Linked DNA regions of Mus musculus: region 2 is linked to region 1. A link is a contact called in public HiChIP or PLAC-seq data. All regions are on one chromosome and are shown on one strand. The core of a region is the stretch at or near the end of the contact, and the rest is flanking DNA. Distances in the headings are between cores, read along the strand shown. Region 1 holds the start of Pigx (phosphatidylinositol glycan anchor biosynthesis, class X). Region 2 has its middle 16 kb from the start of Ubxn7.

Region 1 (6,471 bases), core at 225-2,724:
CATGTCTGATACGTGATACAGCAACACAGCAACTTCTGTATTCTTATGCCCGTGTCTACAAGTCTGGGAAGATTGTACACTGATACTTTGTGAAGATGTTGGGAGAGGCTTTTTTTTTAAAAAAAAAAAGGCAAGAAAATGAGGGGCACATGAAGATTCAGTGAGTTCACTTACACACTTGGAATAAGCAGAAATCTTCATAAAATGATTCACTAAAACTATTATTACTCAGTGACTAAAAGTTCAAGACTGGTGAGATGGCACCACCTTTGGTTCCAGCACTCAGTTTGGTCTACATACCAAGTTCCAAGAAAGACCATTTCTCAAGTATCAAATATTAAGAAACAAACAAACCCTAAAGGTTCAGTAGCCAGGTACCCTGCTCTAAAACACTGGCAAGAAATGTGTGGGAAGAACATTAAAATAAGAGTGTGAATCACTGATAAACCTGTTACTCAGCAACATGAAGCCAGGAGAATAAGCAGTTGGGAGACGCTTGAGGGTCCTACAATATAAAAGCGAGTCAACAGTTGCTGGGGGCAAACTGCAGAGAAAAAGAGATGGGAGGGGGGAAACTAGTGTTAGGACTGAAGAGCTGTCTGGAAGTCGCTTAGTGAGCTCCAGGGTTGCAGTTTTCAGGACTCACCCATTTTATCTTTCTACTGATGCAGCTTCTTTTGAGTTATCCTTGCTTCTAGTAAGTAGCCCCTCACCCATATTTCTAATAGTAGCCCCAATTAAAAAAAAAAAATCATTGGTTTACCAAACTGGACACTGGTACAAAGGTTACCTTTCTGGAGTGAGCAGGTTGTGCGTGTGTGCGTGCGTGCGTGTGTCCCTGGGAAGTATGTCACACAACACATCACCTCACCCCTTCTCCCATACATGCTGTTTGGGCATTCTCACACTTCGCTGGATGCCGAGGGTTCACTGCCTCTCAGGCAGCACAAGGCATCTTCAGGGGAACCATAAGCACCCCAAGATACTTCGTGGCTTGCTGTACTTGTTTCGTACTTGGGTCACAGCGTGGCCAGTCCCGCCTTGGAAAGACAAAGCCCGGCTCTGAAGCCCGGGATGGGACCCCCAGCAAAGATCACAAGGAGGGAAGGGCGCACAGGGCCTTTGTTGCTAACTTCCTCCGGCCTCGGGTACCCCAGGCGCCGCGGGTGCTCCCCACCTCCGCCCCAGCTCCGCACACACTCGCTCAGCCCCCTGACCTTTACCAGCGCTGAAAGGGGCGTCGCTGAAGTCCGCGGCGAGCCTGCCGACCAGCCAGGCTGCCCAAAGGAGCAGCCAGGCCACAGCGCCGGCAGCCAGGACGCCGGAGCCCGACGCCCGAAAGGGGCGCTCGGGGCAAGCTGCGGTCACCGAAGGAATCTGAGCACGCTGAGCGCGCGCTCACCTTTCCCGATGACCCGAACAGAACTCGGCTAACACTTCCACCCTAGGATCTCCCTACAACTCCAGGTTCCGGAGAGGCCAGCCCCCTGGCCCCGCCCCTCGTCATCCCGGCCGGGGCGGGGCGAGAGGCTGCGCAAGCGCAAATTGAGAGCCTTCTGTTGCCTTGGGAACGATCCTCGGGGCGCCTAGGTGGGCCCTTGGACCGGGCGAGCTGCCTTAGGACCGCACTCCCCGCGCTCAGCCCCGCTTCCTGCCCACAACCGGATGCGTGCGGGCTGAGCCCCCTGCCTCTGAGTTCACCCCATGGTTATTCCTGTAGGCTATGGCTATCGCCGTTTCCTGCAGCGTCAGGCTCCACCTCGCCTCAAAGTCGACCTAAGCTCCTCTGTGCAGTGCAGTAGGATGGAAACCACCCCCTCACTGCTGTTCAGATGTGCACTTCCTGTACTTCTTCAAGGGTAAGTAGGGTCGCCTTGCATTGGTGAGGACATGAATCGGGACCTCAGTATTCCCTTCGGTGTTGTGGGGAACAAATCTCTAGTAGGAAAAGTATATCAGGTAAAAATACATTAGGTAAATGTAATGTCATTCCTCCCAGTGCGTTAGCTGACCTAGTGCTGGTGCTGAACGGCAGGCAGGTTATGGGGTCTCGAAAGTGGGAGGATAGTGTAATATAGCACTACAAACATGCTATTAAGAAATATGGACAAAAACAAAAAAAAAAAAAGGCCAGGTAGTGGTGGTGTATGCTTTTAATCTCAGCACCCGGGAAGTAGAGGCGGTCAGATCTCTGAGTTTGAGGCCAGCCTGGTCTACAGAGTGAATCCAGGGCAGCGAGAGCTTCACAGAAAATCCTGACTTGAAACAACAACAACAATAATAATAATAAATTAAAAGGAAAACTCTTTAGTGAAGACCTTACGTTATTATCGACTCTATTCACAAGTGTGGCCCTTTGCTTATGTTTGTAGACCATATAGTGTCTGGAAAGTTTACTGACATCACACTCTAGTGAGGTGAACTGGGAATAGTGTCTGGGCATTGGCTCAGATCAAAGGCAAAGCCCAGCAATGTGAAAGGCAGCACTTTATTATGGTTGACCTCATAGGAGTAAAAATCTCACATCTGTCAGTAGGGTGAGAATACAGACTGTGATCCTATATGATAAATCTACCTAGCAACCATAAAATTTGCATTTAATACAGGAAACCGTATGTATGAGATAAAACTAAACTGTAGTCTATATATGTATTTATATTTATGCATATATGTATGTGACATACATATAGCTAGAAAAAAGAATAGAAGTTAGATGAACATTTCATTTTCTCTTTCTCTCACTTTTATTCCTATTTTTCTTTTTTTTTTAAGATTTATTTATTTATTATATGTAAGTACACTGTAGCTGTCTTCAGACACACCAGAAGAGGGCGTCAGATCTCATTACGGATGGTTGTGAGCCACCATGTGGTTGCTGGGATTTGAACTCAGGACCTTCAGAAGAGCAGTTGGTGCTCTTAATCACTGAGCCATCCCGCCAGCCCTAAGCAATTCTTGTAATTAAGTGTACTTTGCCACTGAGGGTAGAGATGGAAAGAGAGAGCAGAAAGTATTAATCTGAAAATATCTGGTTTTTTTAAAGATTTATTTATTATTATACATAAGTATACTGTATTATTATTATACATAAGTATACTTCAGACACACCAGAAGAGGGCATCAGATCTCATTACGGGTGGTTGTTTGCCACCATGTGGTTGCTGGGATTTGAACTCAGGACCTTTGGAAGAGCAGTCAGTGCTCTTAACCACTGAGCCATCTCACCAGCCCATGTCTGGGTTTCTTATACCTGGAAAAATACTATAGTAGGACAAATGAGCAGAGGTAAAAGCCAAACAAACATTACTGTTTTGAATGTGGAGAGGCTGATTACCTACAAACCCCCCCACCCCCCCTTTTTTTTTTTTTTGAGAAGTAAGGGACCAGAGTTCCCAAACAGCTGTCCTGGAACTCAGGGCAATCTTGCTGTTTTGGCCTTCTGAGTTCTGAGATTACAGGCATAAGGAACGATGCCTTTCAGATCTGCCATTTTCGCTATTGATCCTTATGTTTCGCTATTGATCCTTATGTTGTCAGCTGACTGGGGTCAGTTTGCTCTAGCTGGATAGAAATCATGAGTAGAAGTTCCCAGGCCCTTGAGTGTCCAAGGCCTGGACTAGCACGTTAGATGATGACAGTTCCAGACACTGAGAGGTAGGGACTTAGGCCTCCTGATTTAGACGCTAGTGACGCATGGCTCTGGGTGCTCAGGTCAGATGCTATTAGCATCCATTTGGCAAGCATTTGCCAGATACTGTAATGCCCCTCGTCCAGCAGCTGTGAGTGCCACCAGAAGACAACATCTGCTGGACTACAGTTGTGACACTCCATTCCTACAATGGCTAGTAGTATCGCTTAAGGCCCGGAAGCTTCCTGAAACTCTTCAGCATCTAGTTCTCATAACTTCCGCTGCCTCTACTCCAGTGTTTCCACTTTGGTTACTTACTCTCTGGGACCTTCTGTTGCCCTCTTGGGGCTTCAACTGCTACTGTCAGGATGGAAGCTGCTACCAGTGTGCCAGTTTTACCATCTCTTCTTCCTTGTGCTGATAGCTCAGTCTGGTCTCCTAACACTAACGATCAAAAGCAGGAAAGAAAAGGCCACTTTAACCGTCTTTTAATGAGCCTCATGTTATAACACGGAACACCCGGAGCAGCACAATGAGGGCGTGTCCAGGTGAGTCCGGAAGTGAGCAGCCAGATGTGAGGCAAGGATGTTTGCAGCAATCATGACACAACCCCTCATGCAGAGGGATACTGTGGTCTGCATCGGAGCCACCACCATGACTGCTCCTCTGTCTAGAGTGAAAGCAGAAGGACTACTAATGCGCACCGAGGCTCCTGCTCAGCATGCTGCTCTCTAAGGCCTGTGCAGGCTGGTGGAGTGCTCGCAGTGATGGCGGTCTTCAGCTGCGCCTATAGTATCCTCGGAGAAACAGAAACAGAGAAAGAAAGAGTCTGGACAGTTAGGAGGAAAGGAATGACTGTCCCACCTCAGGCTGCTATAAGAGAAGGGCCTGTGAAAATGTTGCCCTAGATGGTCTTAAAGAAGCCTCAATGCAAACTAACAATTCTAGCAACAGTTAACAGTACTTCCTATTATTTAACAGTGTGTAACAGCATTTAACTCCTCCCCAATGCCCCAGAAAGATACATAGTAACCTTGCTTGTATTACTACACAGCATTGAACAAGATTACCCTTACTATGTTCCAGACTTGTACTGAGAGCTTAATGAAAATGGACACAATTCCTGCCTTCCTAGAGCAAACAGACTAACAGGGAAGATACCTGGTAAGTAGAACTAACCTCTTGATAAATAAAAGAACTGGTGGGGGTAGGCAGTGGTGGCACATGCCTTTAGCCCCAGCACTCGGGAGGCAGAGGCAGGTGGATCTCTTAAGTTTGAGGTCAGCCTGGTCTACAGAGTTCCAGGACAACAAGAGCTACACAGAGAAACCCTATCTTGAAAAAAAAAAAGAAAAAGAAAGAAAGAAAGAATTTGAAAAGCACAAGGTGATTAGACCTGGTCTAGTGGACTTCTCAACACTAAATGTTTATAAAATCAAAAGTACTGGGGGTGTGGCATAGCCAGTGCAGTGCTTGCCTGTTATGCTTGAAGCCCTGGGTTCCATCTTGAGCAAGCCCTAAACCAAGGTTAGTAGCACATACTGTAATTCTAACACTGGCAAATAGAGACAGGAGGATCAGAAATCCAGGGTCATCCTCCACTCCATAACAAATTCAAAGCCAATCTGGACCACATGAGATACTGTCTGGAAAAAGGAAAAAGTTTAAAGGAACAAAGAGGCTGAATCAGAGATCCTTTAGCTGAAACATCAAATTATTCTGAAGGCCAGCCGGTCAGTTCTTGGGCTCCCAGGAGGTCAGTGTGTAGTCTCTGGTACGAATGCAGCACACTAAGGGGTCCAGGCCGAATGTCATTACCGACTCAGAGATCCAACGAACTGAGTCAAACCTAGACCAAGACTCACACTGTGTAAGGATACAATCCTGGGGCTAGTCCACAGCCAGACCCACGGAGGAGAAGGGGAAAAGGTTTATTCAGCAGGTCCCTCGATTTGGTTGTTCTTCTTCAGGAAATTGTTGTACAACTGTCCTATTTGTATCAGGTTTCTTCCAGTTTACCCTGAGTTACACGAGAAGATGAAATACATTGCCAAGAAATGTGGAGTTAGGTTCCAGCCTCCAGCTGTGATCTTGATTTATGAGAATGAAACCGAAGGAAAGAGCCGCCAGCGTATCATGCCTGTCCGAAACTTTTCAAAGTTCTCAGGTACCCCTTGTTTTATCTTGCCTCCTGTCTAGTTCTCTATTTATTTTTATTTATGTATGTATGTATGTGTCTATGTGCGTGGGTGTCTAGAGACCTGAAGAGGGCATCAGATTCCTTGTAGCTAACGTAACAAACCTGATTGTTGCTAAAGTTGGAAACCCTGCAAGTGCTCCTAACCATTGAGCCATCTCTCTGGCCCTTGCCGTCTGTCTTAATTATTAAGTCACTTAATAAAAATAACCTGATGGGGCTGGTGAGATGGCTCAGTGGGTAAGAGCACCCGACTGCTCTTCCAAAGGTCCAGAGTTCAAATCCCAGCAACCACATGGTGGCTCACAACCATCCGTAATAAGATCTGATGCCCTCTTTTGGGATGTCTGAAGACAGCTACAGTGTACTTACATATAATAAATAAATAAATATTTAAAAAAAAAATAAATAACCTGACACCATCAGGTCTAATAACATACACCTATAATAATCCAAGCAATGTAGACAGCTAAGGCAGGAAAATTGCAAATGCGAAATAAGTCTGGATAACTTGAGATAACCTGTCTCAAAATTAAAGCAAAAAACCAAAAATGTTTGGGTTGGGGAAGGATGTAAATTAGTTGTGGTACACTGACCTAGTGGGTGCAGGGTCCTGGATCCAGTCCCACTGAGAGGGAAAAGGAAG
Region 2 (6,010 bases), core at 2,675-5,174, 220 kb after region 1:
TAAATTAAAGCTTGCTTTAAATTTGGCTCAAAATTGTGATAGTCTTATTCTCACCTGGCAGGATTAATAACACATATCAGTACACACAAGCTGCTGAGCCTATCTATCTAGTGTTACTTGTGTGTGTTCTCAGGGCAAACCATTTGGTATTGGATAACCAGTTGGTATGCTCTTCCCTGGGGGAGACTCTCTGTTCTCAGCATTCCTCAGTTGCCGTGGTTCTTTGTAAATGACAGACCTCCTGGGCGTAAATATTTTAAATTTTTTTGGTGCCTGAGCTGGACATTGGCATATGCCTTTAATCCCAGCACCTGGGAGGCCGGAGGCCGGCTAATTTCTGTGAGTTCAAGGCCACTCTGATCCTACAAAGTGAGTTCCAGGGCAGTCAGGGTTATACAGAAACAAACGTTTCAAAAAGCCAACAGACCAAGAAACCAAAATAAAACAAAACAACTGTGGTGATTTTGTGCATTAACTGTCCTTTGATATTGCGCCTTAGCTGCATGGCTGTGGTTTGTGCTTTTCTGTAGGACCTTGCACATGGTTATTAAATAAAGGATTTATTACAAAATCTTTAAACTCTTCAGAGGTGGAGAGTTTTTGAGATGTCTCAGTGGGTAAAGGCACTCGCTGCTACACCTGATGACCTGAATTTGATCTCTGGGACCCACGAGAGGGAAGGAGAGTGAGCCTCCTCAAAGCTGTCCTCTGACCTCCACACCCACGCACGTCCACTCGGGACACTCACACAAAGTCACCTAATTAATTTTAAAACCACAAAGGGGCTGAGATGCTTTTGTGTCAGTGCTGGGGATGAGGCCAGGTCTTTATGCATGCTAAGCACCACTGAGCCCCACCCTCCAGCATGAAACTGGTTTTCCTTTCAACATTCTGGACTATTTATATTTATTTTTCTCTTTGAGTCCTTTCTGTTGGGATGTTCATCTTTTAGTTCTCAATTTCCAGAGAAGTCTTTACATACTGGGAAAATTGACTTTTTCTCTGTAGTGAGTTACAAAAAAAATTTCCCCAGGAGAGTAAGACTCCCCATGTTCTCAGGAAAAGATTGATTTTTCAGTCTATATCCATGGTAACAAGTAACACGAGGACAGGCTATAAACCTAGCTAATCAATCAATGACATCTGGCTTTATAGAATACACCTCTGAAAGCTGAATGAAAATGAGCACACGACCTCCAAGGTGGGGTGGAGGAGGATTTTATTGTAAGTATGACAGAAAGTACAGCCACAGGCGTATGGACTGAACCGGTCCATGAAAGGAGAGAGAGGAAGAGAAGAGAGATGAGGACACCAAGAGAGAGAGAACCAGAGAGCTCATGGCCTTCATGTCCTGGTGAGAAGTTCTGGGAGGAGCCAGGTCCTGAGGGAGCCTAGAGTTCTGAGCATGCACTTTGGTGTGCTAATAGATACCACAGTCAGCCATTTGTCCTAGATTTCTTTGGGACCTGACAGAAAACCAGTCCCTAACAGTTTCTTGCTTTGGAAGTCCTCACCTTCAGTGATCCATGCCAGGAAAACCATTCTGAGACTGACTGTAACTCACTCCTGCTTCATAATCAAACAGATGAGACCATGTTATCTAGCCTAATATCTTGAGTTCTTATTAAACTGCCTATCACCAGTTTGCTTTGTGCCAAGTGATTATGTCCAATCATAATCATTATTATGTCTATTTTTAGCATACGCAGTAAATTCAGACTTAGGGTCTTAATTTTGACATTTTTGGTCTCTCATTTTTTTGGTGGGGGTGGTGTTTTGAGACAGGGTTTCTCTGTATATACCCTGGCTATCCTGGAACTCACTTTGTAGACCAGGCTGGCCTCAAACTCAAGAAATCTGCCTGCCTCTGCCTCCCGAGAGCTGGAATTAAAAGTGTGCGCCACCATGCCCGGCTGTTCTCTCATTATTTTTTGGTTTTATGAGACAGGGTTTCTCTGTGTAGCCCTGGCTGTCCTGGAACTCACTTTGTAGACCAGGCTGGCCTCGAACTCAGAAATCCGCCTGCCTTTGCCTCTCAAGTGCTGGGATCAAAGGCGTGCGCCACCACCGCCCTGTTCTCTCATTTTTACACCAGTTTTTCATTTCACCTTACGGAGTATATGTGTATAATGCTGATTTTTAAAAGCCATGCAACTGATTCTTTTTTTTTTTAATTTATTAGGGATTTTCTTCATTTACATTTCAAATGCTATCCCAAAAGTTCCCCATACCCTCCCCCCCTCAACTGATTCTTTTAATGTGGTGCTGTTGTGCCAGGGAAATGTTAGTGATCCCCAAAAACACACACAGGAGCCAATCTGATGCAACTCACAGCAGGGTCTTTATTCAAGCTAGCTCGAGGCCCCCCACTTCCCCAACTACCACACTACTGTCACGCAGGACAGTTTTGGTGGTGGGGGAGCCCCGAATGTCTATGGATCAAGGCTTTATAGCAAACAGCAGGCAGGGAATACGTGTGCAAGCATCTAATTGGAAAGCTCCTGTGGCCTTTAACATAATTGGCTGGTGCTGGGAGTCATAACATAAACTTAACTTCTGTTCCTCTCCACATTGGTGGTCCTTAGGCAGGGGGTAGGTTTGTAACCTCTGGTGCAGCTTTGTTGGGGGAATAATCTGGAGACACTGGTCTTGTTGGGGATTAGCCTAGAGACTGGAGTTAGGCTCAGGTTCTGGTGGGGGTGGGGCAACTTGAAAACTAATGCTAGCTAGGTACCAACCTGTTAGTGTACCTGAGTTCAAACTTAGGTCAGATTCTCTAAAATGGAGTCTGAATTTAAAAGCTTTAGCATCTCAGTGCCTGTCTTTAGTCCCCGCACCCAGATGACAGAGGCAGATCTCTTGAGTTCTAGGCCAGCCTGGACTACATAACATAGGGAGTTCAAATCCAGCAAGGGCTATCTACTGAGACCCTATCTCAAAAAACAAAAGAAAAAAAAAAGACTTTGAATTTGAGTTATTTATTTTCTATTTATGAGTGTTCTGACTGCATATACATATGCCTGCCTGGTGCCTGAAAAGCCAGAGTAGGTCATCAGATTCCCTGGAACTGGAGTTATAGGTGATTGTGAGCTGCTATGTGGGTGCTGGAATAGAACCTGGAACTCTAGAAGAGACAGTGATCTTAACTGCTGAACCATCTTTCCAGTCCCCTAGCCTTTGGGGTTTGGTGGTTTAGGTTTTTGTTGGGAACTGGGAGAAACTGAGGGCAAATCTGGTAGTGCAGCGCTTTAGGTGGGCTTACTATATAGTTCAAACTGGTATAGCTTCACAAACTGCTATTAAAAAACGGTAGTTTGGTGTCCTGATTGCTTGTTTGCTTTTTGTCTAGTTGGCACAAGGGAGAGTTACCCAAGAACTACCACAATTGAGAAAATGTCACATAGGATTGGTTTGTGGGGCATTTACTTAGTGACTGATGTGGGAGGGTCCAGCACTTTGTGGCCAATGCTACCCTTGGGCAGGTGGTCCTAGATGGTCTAAGATAGCAGGCTGAGGGGCTGGAGAGATGGCTCAGTAGTTAAGAGCACTGGCTGCACTTCCAGAGGTCCTGAGTTCAATTCCCAGCAACTACATGGTGGCTCACAACCATCTGTAATGGACTCTGATGCCCTTTTTTGGCATGTCTAAAGACATACAGCATACTCATATACATTAAATAAATAAATAAATCTTAAAAAAAAAAAGTCGGCTGGGGATGCCTTGAGGACCAAGGCAGTAAACACTGTTCCTCGATGGCCTTTGCTTCAGTTTCTGCCCCCAGGCTCCTGCCTAGACTTTCCTAATGAACTGCAAGCTGTGAGATGAAATGAACCTTTTCCTCCACAAGCTGCTTCTACCCAGGGTGTTTCACTGCAGCAATAGAAACCCTAACTAATCAAGCCATCTGGATGGGCTCTGAAGAATAAAACTTTACAGTTTTTATTAGCCCCCAGGTACTGGGGAGAGGAATTAGCAACTTTAGATCTGGTAGGATGGTTATGCATCCTATAATTAGCACTTGGGAGGCCAAGAAAAGGGAATCAAAGCTTGAGGCCAGCCCATCTAAAAATAAAAAGCCAGCAACTGCCCAGCCTCATGGCGCAGCCACTCTTTGGAAAGCTACCTTGGAGGCTGAGGCAGAAGGAAGGAGCAGAGTCCAAAGCCTGCCTGGATAACTGAGTTCAAGGCCAGCCTGGTCAACTTAATGAGGCCCTGTTTCAAAAGGAAAAGGATCGGAGTGTAGTGGCGCACGCCTTTAATCCCAGCACTTGGGAGCCAGAGGGAGGCGGATTTCTGAGTTCCAGGCCAGCCTGGTCTACAAAGTGAGTTCCAGGACAGCCAGGGCTATACAGAGAAACCCTGTCTCAACCAACCAACCAACTAACCAAACAAAAGCAAAAGCAAAAGGAAAAGAAGGGCTGAGAACACTTGCTTAGTATGTGTGTAGCACTGGATTCCAAGTCCAGCTATACATAAATATGTAATTTTTAGTGGGCCAGCAAGGTGGCTCAGTGGGATTAGGTGCTTGCCACCAAGCTTGAAAACCTGAGCTTGATCTAATTCCTAGGTATATGGCATGAGAGAAAGGACCTGTCTCTAACCTCCAAATGTATGTTGTGGTACACACATACCTGCCCCACACATAAAACAAACAAACATAAAAACACTGGGTTTTTTGGTTTTGTTTTGTTTTCATTTTTTTCGAGACAGGGTTTGTCTGTGTAGCCCTGGCTGTTCTGGAACTCACTTTGTAGACCAGGCTGGCCTCGAACTCAGAAATCTGCCTGCCTCTGCCTCCCAAGTGCTGGGATCAAAGGCGTGCGCCACCACTGCCCGGCCAAACATAAAAACATTAGAGGTAACATTTTAGTAGAGCATGGGTGGATGGATCTTTGTGAGTTCTAGGTTAGCCTGGTCTACATAGAAAGTTCCACGCCATCCAGGGCTACATAGAGGTCCTAATCCCCTCATTAAAAAATCTTTAGGATAAGGCAGACATATCTCTTATTAACATAGCAGTTTCCCTTAATCAAAGGAAATATATTACAAATCACCAGTAGATGTTTAAAGCTACAGATGCCTACCATTCAACCCTGTCCAAACTATATATTTTTCCTATGCACACACACATTCTTAATTATAAAACTTAATACTGTTGACTTCCTGACAAGAGGTCAGGAGCATTGTCTACTATGACTGTACCTGGATCACTGAGATGTGATGGTGTTGTCAATGGCTGGATGGCAGACTACAGCTGAGTGCAGGTGTGGTGGTTTGAATACGCTTGTCCCAGAGAGTGGCATTGTTAGGAAGTGTGTCACTGTCAGAGAGGGCTTTGAGAGAGCTTCCTCCTAGCTGCCAGTCTCCTCCTGACTGCCTTCAGATCAAGATGTAGAACTCTTGGCTCCTTCTCCAGCACTGTGTCTGCCTGGATGCCACCATGTTCCCACCGTGATGATAATGGACTGAACCTCTGAAATGTTGTCCTTTATAAGAGTTGCCTTGGTCATGGTGTCTCTTCCCAGCAATGGAAACCCTAAGGCAGAAGGAAACTACAGGTAAGCTGAGGCTTCTGTGGGTTCTAGCAAAAACGAACCATTCCTGAGTCAACAAAGAAGACACACAGTTTTGTTTTGTTTTTCTTATGAGGCATGTTGACCAGGCTAGTTTCAAATGCCTGAGCTTCTGAGAAGATCTACTGCCTTAGCCTCCCAAGTAGCTTGGATTGCTGCCCTGCACCATTGAGCCAGGGACCCAGAGAGTCCCAAAAGATCCTCTTTGGTTGATACTAGTTTCACCTCTGTGGTAGACAACTATGGCACTGAAATGTGCCTATTTTAAGAAGGGAGATGGCAGGTGGCATGACTTTTGTTTTGTTTTGTTTTTCGAGACAGGGTTTTTCTGAGTAGTCCTGGCTGTCCTGGAACTCACTCTGTAGACTAGGCTGGCCTCAAACTCAGAAATCCATCTGCCTCTGACTCCCAAGTGTTGGGATTAAAGGCATGTGCCA

The links. HiChIP or PLAC-seq counts read pairs in DNA pulled down with a chosen protein or histone mark.
Region 2: a contact with region 1 is called in an H3K4me3 HiChIP or PLAC-seq map of embryonic limb bud, with 2.4 times the contacts expected there. The contact joins the enhancer-like site here to the promoter of Pigx in region 1. A contact is called at or near these places in 3 of 39 promoter capture datasets (the C10 cell line, the HPC-7 cell line and cranial neural crest), 7 of 115 datasets of contacts at active chromatin or transcription factors (the 230-238 cell line, embryonic limb bud, embryonic stem cells and 4 more) and 3 of 9 other capture datasets (adipose tissue, liver and pancreatic islet).

Annotation. Positions count from the first base shown.
Region 1 is chr16:32,098,253-32,104,723 of GRCm38.p6, forward strand. Pigx (phosphatidylinositol glycan anchor biosynthesis, class X) reads right to left here and starts at 1,475. Exons shown (of 6, transcript NM_024464.3): 1 at 1,218-1,475. The coding sequence starts at 1,317. It overlaps Cep19 (centrosomal protein 19), which reads left to right and starts at 1,537. Exons shown (of 4, transcript NM_025892.3): 1 at 1,537-1,859; 2 at 4,715-4,792; 3 at 5,632-5,795. The coding sequence starts at 5,666.
Region 2 is chr16:32,312,872-32,318,881 of GRCm38.p6, forward strand. No RefSeq gene overlaps it. Among named protein-coding and RNA genes, the nearest start is that of Ubxn7, 16 kb to the right of the region's middle. Within about 2 kb of position 3,925, at least 2 of the 459 cell types and tissues checked have an H3K27ac peak or open chromatin away from gene starts, as enhancers often do. A contact at or near this core is called in embryonic limb bud, where this site is marked.